Linked DNA regions of Sus scrofa: region 1 is linked to region 2. The links are chromatin contacts, called in public HiChIP or PLAC-seq maps. All regions are on one chromosome and are shown on one strand. The core of a region is the stretch at or near the end of the contact, and the rest is flanking DNA. Distances in the headings are between cores, read along the strand shown. Region 1 overlaps MIA2 (melanoma inhibitory activity protein 2). Region 2 holds the start of PNN (pinin, desmosome associated protein).

What was found. HiChIP or PLAC-seq counts read pairs in DNA pulled down with a chosen protein or histone mark.
Region 1: an H3K27ac HiChIP or PLAC-seq map of alveolar macrophages shows a contact between it and region 2. The contact joins the enhancer-like site here to the promoter of PNN in region 2. A contact is called at or near these places in 1 of 5 promoter capture datasets (liver), 4 of 47 Hi-C or Micro-C datasets (epiblast stem cells, fetal heart ventricle, fetal skeletal muscle and 1 more) and 1 of 2 datasets of contacts at active chromatin or transcription factors (alveolar macrophages).

What each region holds. Positions count from the first base shown.
Region 1 is chr1:169,823,472-169,826,487 of Sscrofa11.1, forward strand. It overlaps MIA2 (melanoma inhibitory activity protein 2), which reads left to right. Exons shown (of 29, transcript XM_021073969.1): 16 at 1,530-1,576; 17 at 2,306-2,396. Among named protein-coding and RNA genes, the nearest start is that of MIA2, 47 kb to the left of the region's middle. Within about 2 kb of position 1,495, at least 3 of the 83 cell types and tissues checked have an H3K27ac peak or open chromatin away from gene starts, as enhancers often do. A contact at or near this core is called in alveolar macrophages, where this site is marked.
Region 2 is chr1:169,723,822-169,727,174 of Sscrofa11.1, forward strand. PNN (pinin, desmosome associated protein) reads left to right here and starts at 1,828. Exons shown (of 9, transcript NM_001244231.1): 1 at 1,828-2,017; 2 at 2,658-2,729. The coding sequence starts at 1,905.

The sequences.
Region 1 (3,016 bases), core at 245-2,744, 99 kb after region 2:
TCAGACAAACCTACAGCCTCTCTTCCCTCTGTTCTTTTTATATGTTGTACATTATAGCAGCCTTCACATTGCGTCCTAGTCATTTCCATGCCCGTTTTTCTGAACCGTAAGCTAATTACAATGGATAGGTGAGTAGTTTGAAAAATGGGTGTTAGATAAATGATTGTCTCAGGATACTTTTTTTGCTTTAGGTAGATGGTTCAGATGGCTACAGTATTTTAATGTAGGCCATCTCGAATTCATATTGCCATTGCTGATTGCCATCTGGAAACTCAGCAGAATTATGTTCAGTATAGCCACTTAGTGTGTTTTCAGACCAATTCCTTTGACTTAAAAAAGGAACACCTTGGAGTTCCCGTCATAGCTCAGTGGTAATGAACCCGACTAGGATCCATGAGGCCGCAGGTTCGATTCCTGGCCTCAGTGGGTTAAGGATCTGGCATTGCAGTGAGCAGTGGTGCAGGTTGCAGAAGCAGCTTGAATCTGGCATTGCTGAGGCTGTGGCATAGGCCAGCAGCTGTAGCTCCAAGTTGACCCCTGGCCTGGGAACTTCCATATGCTATGACATAATTATAGACTCACAGGTAATTGTAAAATCGTATAGAGAGGTCTCGCGTATCCTCATCCAGTTTCTGCCAGTGATAGTTCTTTCTGACCTTTATGCCCTTTCTCTTTTCTCTCCCTCTATCCCATGTATAATTAACAAATTTATTAAGGAGGAAGTGTGATTTGTAAAAGATTTTCTTTGATGGTAACATTAATATGTTGGGAGAGGAGTTCCCGTAGTGGCGCAGTGGTTAACGAATCCGACTAGGAACCATGAGGTCGCGGGTTCGGTCCCTGCCCTTGCTCAGTGGGTTAACGATCCGGCGTTGCCGTGAGCTGTGGTGTAGGTTGCAGACGCGGCTCGGATCCCGCGTTGCTGTGGCTCTGGCGTAGGCCGGTGGCTACAGCTCCGATTCAACCCCTAGCCTGGGAATCTCCATATGCCGCAGGAGCGGCCCAAGAAATAGCAACAACAACAACAACAACCAAAAAAAAAAAAAAAAAAGGACAAAAAAATATGTTGGGAGAAAAGTACATTCCAAAGTACATACATAGAGTTCTGTTTATACTTTTCTACTTTATCTTGTAAGAAATAATACTTTTTCTACTTAGAATTCATGCTTTTTTAATATAGTTTTAATTTGGAATATAATTCCACTCATATTTTGTATGCTGAAGGATTCTAAGAATAACTGAGACTGTAGGCTGGATTTAGGGGAATACCAAACCTTTGTTATAACTCTGTTCTTGGAATTCGTGGTGAAGAACCTTGTTAGATGACACTATGGCCCTCCCAGTGCTTTTTTTGTTTAGCTTCCTTGGAGCAAGTTTGAGACTGTTCTGCTTCATACTGAATTCTTTATTATAGCAAGAAGAGGGATTATAAGGCTGTAATTGAGTGAACTAATGAAATCATTTGAATGTCTGTTGTGGTATTGCACTGTTTCCTCAATTTATTGCTATGTTTTTGTCTTTCACTGTAGATACTCTGCCAAAAGGAACTTTGAAGAAGCTGATTCATGCTGCTAAGGTTTGCATTACTACATAAGTATAAAGAATATAGAGAAAGAAGTAGGATATGGATTAAATCCATCTGTCTTTGTAACTGTTTTAAAGGCCATTTTATAGTTGCCATATAAGTGATCAGAATTTTCCTCAGTTGCTTTTTTCTTTTTTTAATAACTAGAAATTCATATTATTAATTTTTAGAATTTATCATAATAAGATTTTTCAAGGTGTGCACTCATTTCTTTGGATAAGGAATATATTAAAAATACATACTATATTTTCTCTCATGCTTCCTTTTTTTTTTTGAGCATTCTTCATCCTCTGGTCTCAGTGTTTGCTGATCCCCTATTGCCTCATGTCTTATTTTGAGAAGTAGATACTACCTTCATTTTCTTGTGGTTTATCCCTTCTCTTTTTCATCCTAGTAGTGGTGTCCTGGCCTTTATAGATCTATGGAAAATCTTAGTAACATAGTTTGAAGGTTACTTTAATCAAAACTTATGTGCTGAGTGGAAATAACCACTATTTAAGCATCTGTCACTGATCTTCTCTATTCCTGTTCTGAGATTTACAACTCTTGATGACTTTGCTAAACTTTCCAGGATGGAAGCCAAAATGTTGGTTTGTGTAGGCAGTAATTTCATCAGAGTGATAGAAGAGCTTTAAAGAGTTGGGATGGTATAGTGAGATTTTTTTGGAATAATTAATGTTTTTGTTTTTTTTTTTCTTCTCCTTCTCCCATTCTTTGAAGTTAAAAGCTTCTTTAAAAACTCTAGAAGGAGAAAGAAACCAAATTTACACTCAATTATCTGAAGTGGATAAAACAAAAGAAGATCTTACAGGTAAGTGATGTATGTACCTATATAAATAAAGCCGTTCTAAATAAATACATCTCCTTATAGAGAATTGTAAATTAACTGAATCAGTTATGGGGAGATACAGTTTGATTTTTTTTCACTTTTGCTTTTGTTAGTTATTTGTGAAAAGTTAGTCTTGTTTTTTTTTGTTGTTGTTGTTGTTGTTATTGGTAAAGCTATTTCATTTCCTCCATATTTATATAAAATTAATGGCATTATTTTTTTAAAAAAACATGTAAGACCAAGGAGTTCCCATCGTGGCTCAGTGGTAACAAATCTGACTAGCATCTATGAGGATGCAGGTTTGATCCCTCTCCTTGTTCAGTGGGTTAAGGATCTGGCATTGTTGTGAGCTGTGGTGTAGGTCTCAGATGAGGCTCAGATCTGGCGTGGCTGTGGCTGTGGCTGTGGCATAGGCTAGTGGCCACAGGCTACAGCTCCAATTTGACCCCTAGCCTGGGAACCTCCATATGTCATGGGTGTGACCCTAAAAAGCAAAAAAACCAAAAAAAAACCCCATGTAAAACCATACTTATTGATATGTGTGGTATGGTTTTATTAGATATTAAAAAGTAGCAAATTATAACTTAATTTAAAAAATTTTT
Region 2 (3,353 bases), core at 578-3,077:
TCTTAAAAATAGATCCTATGGAAATAGGAATATATCCTACTTTTTTGGATAACTCTAAAAGCATCTTCCCATGGAAACATTGTTATACTTCGTGATTAAGATCTACTATTACCACATTCTCATGCTTCCTACACAGGATTGTAATAAGAATCAATAAGACTAAGTATGCTTATAATCAGAATCAAATAGTTATCAACACTCATCCGTCTTGGCAGCTCTAATTCTTTTTTTGTATAGCACTTAACCCATTTCTACCATTTTATGTAATTTACTTATGCTTATCGTCTGTCTCCACTCTTCCTGCCACCAAGCTCCTTGAGGGTATATATCTCTATTGTACACTGACTTATCCACAAACCTAGCACATAGCAGTCACTCCATAAATGTTCAATGACTTAATGAAAACATGAATGATATTTGCTCCATGAAAATCCTACAAACTACATGGAAGCAAGAACCACAGCTATCTTGTTCTATGCTTTTTCTTCGAAGCCTAGCTTAACACAGCTTTTAACGACTGTTGGTATGAAGTAAAATGGTAACTCGGGTTAAATACTTTTGGCCTGCTTCGTGCAAGGATGCACTGGCTGATGGATAAAGGATGAGAACACAAAGATTATTCATAACATTGCTTCCGTAGGAAAATGCTTTCTTCCTTTTTTTTTTTTTTTTTTTTTTTTTTTTTTTTTTTTTTTTTTTGCCTTTTCTAGGGCCGCTCCTGCGGCATCTGGAGGTTCCCAGGCTAGGGGTTTAATCGGAGCTGTAGCCACCGGCCTACACCAGAGCCACAGCAACGCGGGATCTGAGCCGGGTCTGCAACCTACACCACAGCTCCCGGCAATGCCAGATCCTTAACCCATTGAGCAAGGGCAGGGATCGAACCCGCAACCTCATGGTTCCTAGTCAGATTCATTAACCACTGCGCCACCACGGGAACTCCCGAAAATGCTTTCTGAGATGCAGTTTTCAAATATATTTCTGGAACAAAACCGGTTCTCAGGTCAGCAATAGGGGTAAAGCAGAACCAGAAGGTGGAGGACACAAACAATAGGGCTACTCTCCCGGACCCTGTCTTAAACCAACGAGCATTAGGCCGGGTGTAGAAGCTAATGCCTGCCTCGCCATCGCTTTTTTCTTGTAGTACATCCTTGCCCAGGGTCTGATCATAGGAAGACCCCAGGCCGGCATGACCTAGGGACAATTACAGTATCTCCAGACTCAACTTCCGTATCAGTAATAACAGAGATTTTATTTAAGCTTTTGGTTTGTGGGGGACAAGGCACATAAAGTGTTTCACGGTGTAGAGAACAAAGTAAATGTTATCTATTACGATTAATAATCTTTCCGTCTTCATTCTTTGCTTTGCGGTGCTCTTTACGGTTTAACCTCATTAAGGGAGCCGACCCGCCCACCCCCTCTCTGGGCATGCGCACCAACAGAATGGCCGCACCCTGTCCTTAGAAAATCATTTACCGGGGAAGATGGGAAAATAGACTCGCTTCCGCTCTACTCTAATGCGATTAGGTGGTAAAATGAAAAAAGGCACGTCATATACGGGTTAAAAGGGCTAGAAAGCTCCGCTCTCCTGGCCAAACGAGCACGGCCGCAAGCGCACGTCTCGGAGGACCTAGGGACTCTCAAACCCGCCCCGACTCTGCGCTAGAAGCGGAGCCCAGCCACCCGCGGCTAACTGGAGAGGGAGACAACCGCCTGGTCGACTTTTCATTGGCCCGGAGTCTCAAGGGCCGGCAGCTTCTCCCCCTTCCGGTTGCTGAATGGTTAAGGCCGAAATACAACTCCTATTGTCATTGGCTGAGGCCAGCTGTCAGTCCTCTCGCGTTTCGCGGCGCGACACAGCCAGGCGCGGCCTGTAGAGCAGTCTCGAAGCCTGCCGCAGGGAGAAGATGGCGGTCGCAGTGAGAACTTTGCAGGAGCAGCTAGAAAAGGCCAAAGAGAGCCTAAAGAACGTAGATGAGAATATTCGCAAGCTCACCGGGCGGGATCCGAATGACGTGAGGTAAAGGGCGGATAGGAAATTGCCGTCTCCGAAATGCAGTCGTGAAGCCGGGGTGAATTGGGGGCGGGGAGAGCGGTCAGCCCTGAGAAGGCTGGAACATCGAGGCCTGTTCCCGGGGCAGCAGTAGAATCCCGTCCTCCGTGAGGTGGGAGTTTCCGAGACCGCCACCCTAAGTCCTGGGGCTCAGGTGTGAGGAGCGAGAGCGGGGCCGGGGTGCGTCGGAATGGTTTCCTGTCCTGAGGGAAGGCCGGGACTGCCGATTCCCGCCCTCGGCCCTGTAGGCCCGGAACTGCAGCACAAAGCCTTTCTCCTCCTGGGGCCGCCTGACTCGGCACTGGTCCGGAGACCCTCCCGGGACGCTGTCCCCCGCTTCATGCAACTTCCTCTGGGGTGGCGAAATTCGGGCCTGACCCCAGCTTGTTAATGTGTACTGGCAGCGAGGTAAATACAATTTCGGTGGTACTGATCTTGGAAAAACAAGGAAGTTAATGCAGTACTTCCTGTCCTGTTTGAAACACGTGGATTTGAAACCGTCAGATTAGAACGTTCCTGGTTATTTTCTTTTGATGATGAACCTCATCCTTAAGGTGTTTGGTGCTGTTAGATACGATTTTTGTACTGATTTGTAAATATTTTGTAGGCCCATCCAAGCCAGATTGCTGGCCCTGTCTGGTCCTGGTGGAGGTAGAGGACGTGGTAGTTTATTGCTGAGGTAAGATTTCCTTAGGATTTAATTCACATGTTAAGACTGTTGGTACTTACTATACTAACTAAATTAAGGCATCGGTTTAAACAAATTTTGTGGTAGAGTCAACGTTAGAGATATTTCCGTAGTTTGAAGATGTGATGAGCTGTATGTAGTTTTCTGTATAGTTATCCAGGAACTTTACACTCCAAACTAGAGATTGAAGTGACTGTACCAGTTATGTGCAAACAATTTATTCCCATAGGTTTTTGTTTTTTTTTTTTTGTTTTTTGTTTTTTTTTTTTTCTTTTCAGGTCCATACCCATGGCATATGGAGGTTCCCAGGCTAGGGGTCCAATTGGAGCCACAGCTGCCAGCCTACACCACAGCCACATCAGATCCAAGCTGCACCTGCGACCCACACCACAGCTCACAGCAACGTCAGGTCCCCAACCCACTGAACGAGGCCAGGGATCGAACCCGCAACCTATTGATTCCCAGTCAGACTCGCAGCCGCAGTGCCACAACAGGAACTCCTATTCCCATAGTTGTAAAAGAAGCGCTATAAAAGCATTTGGGGATAAATGACCATTTAAGATTACTTTATTTATTTATTTATTTTTAAGCAAGCAAAGTTTTTTGGGTTTTTGT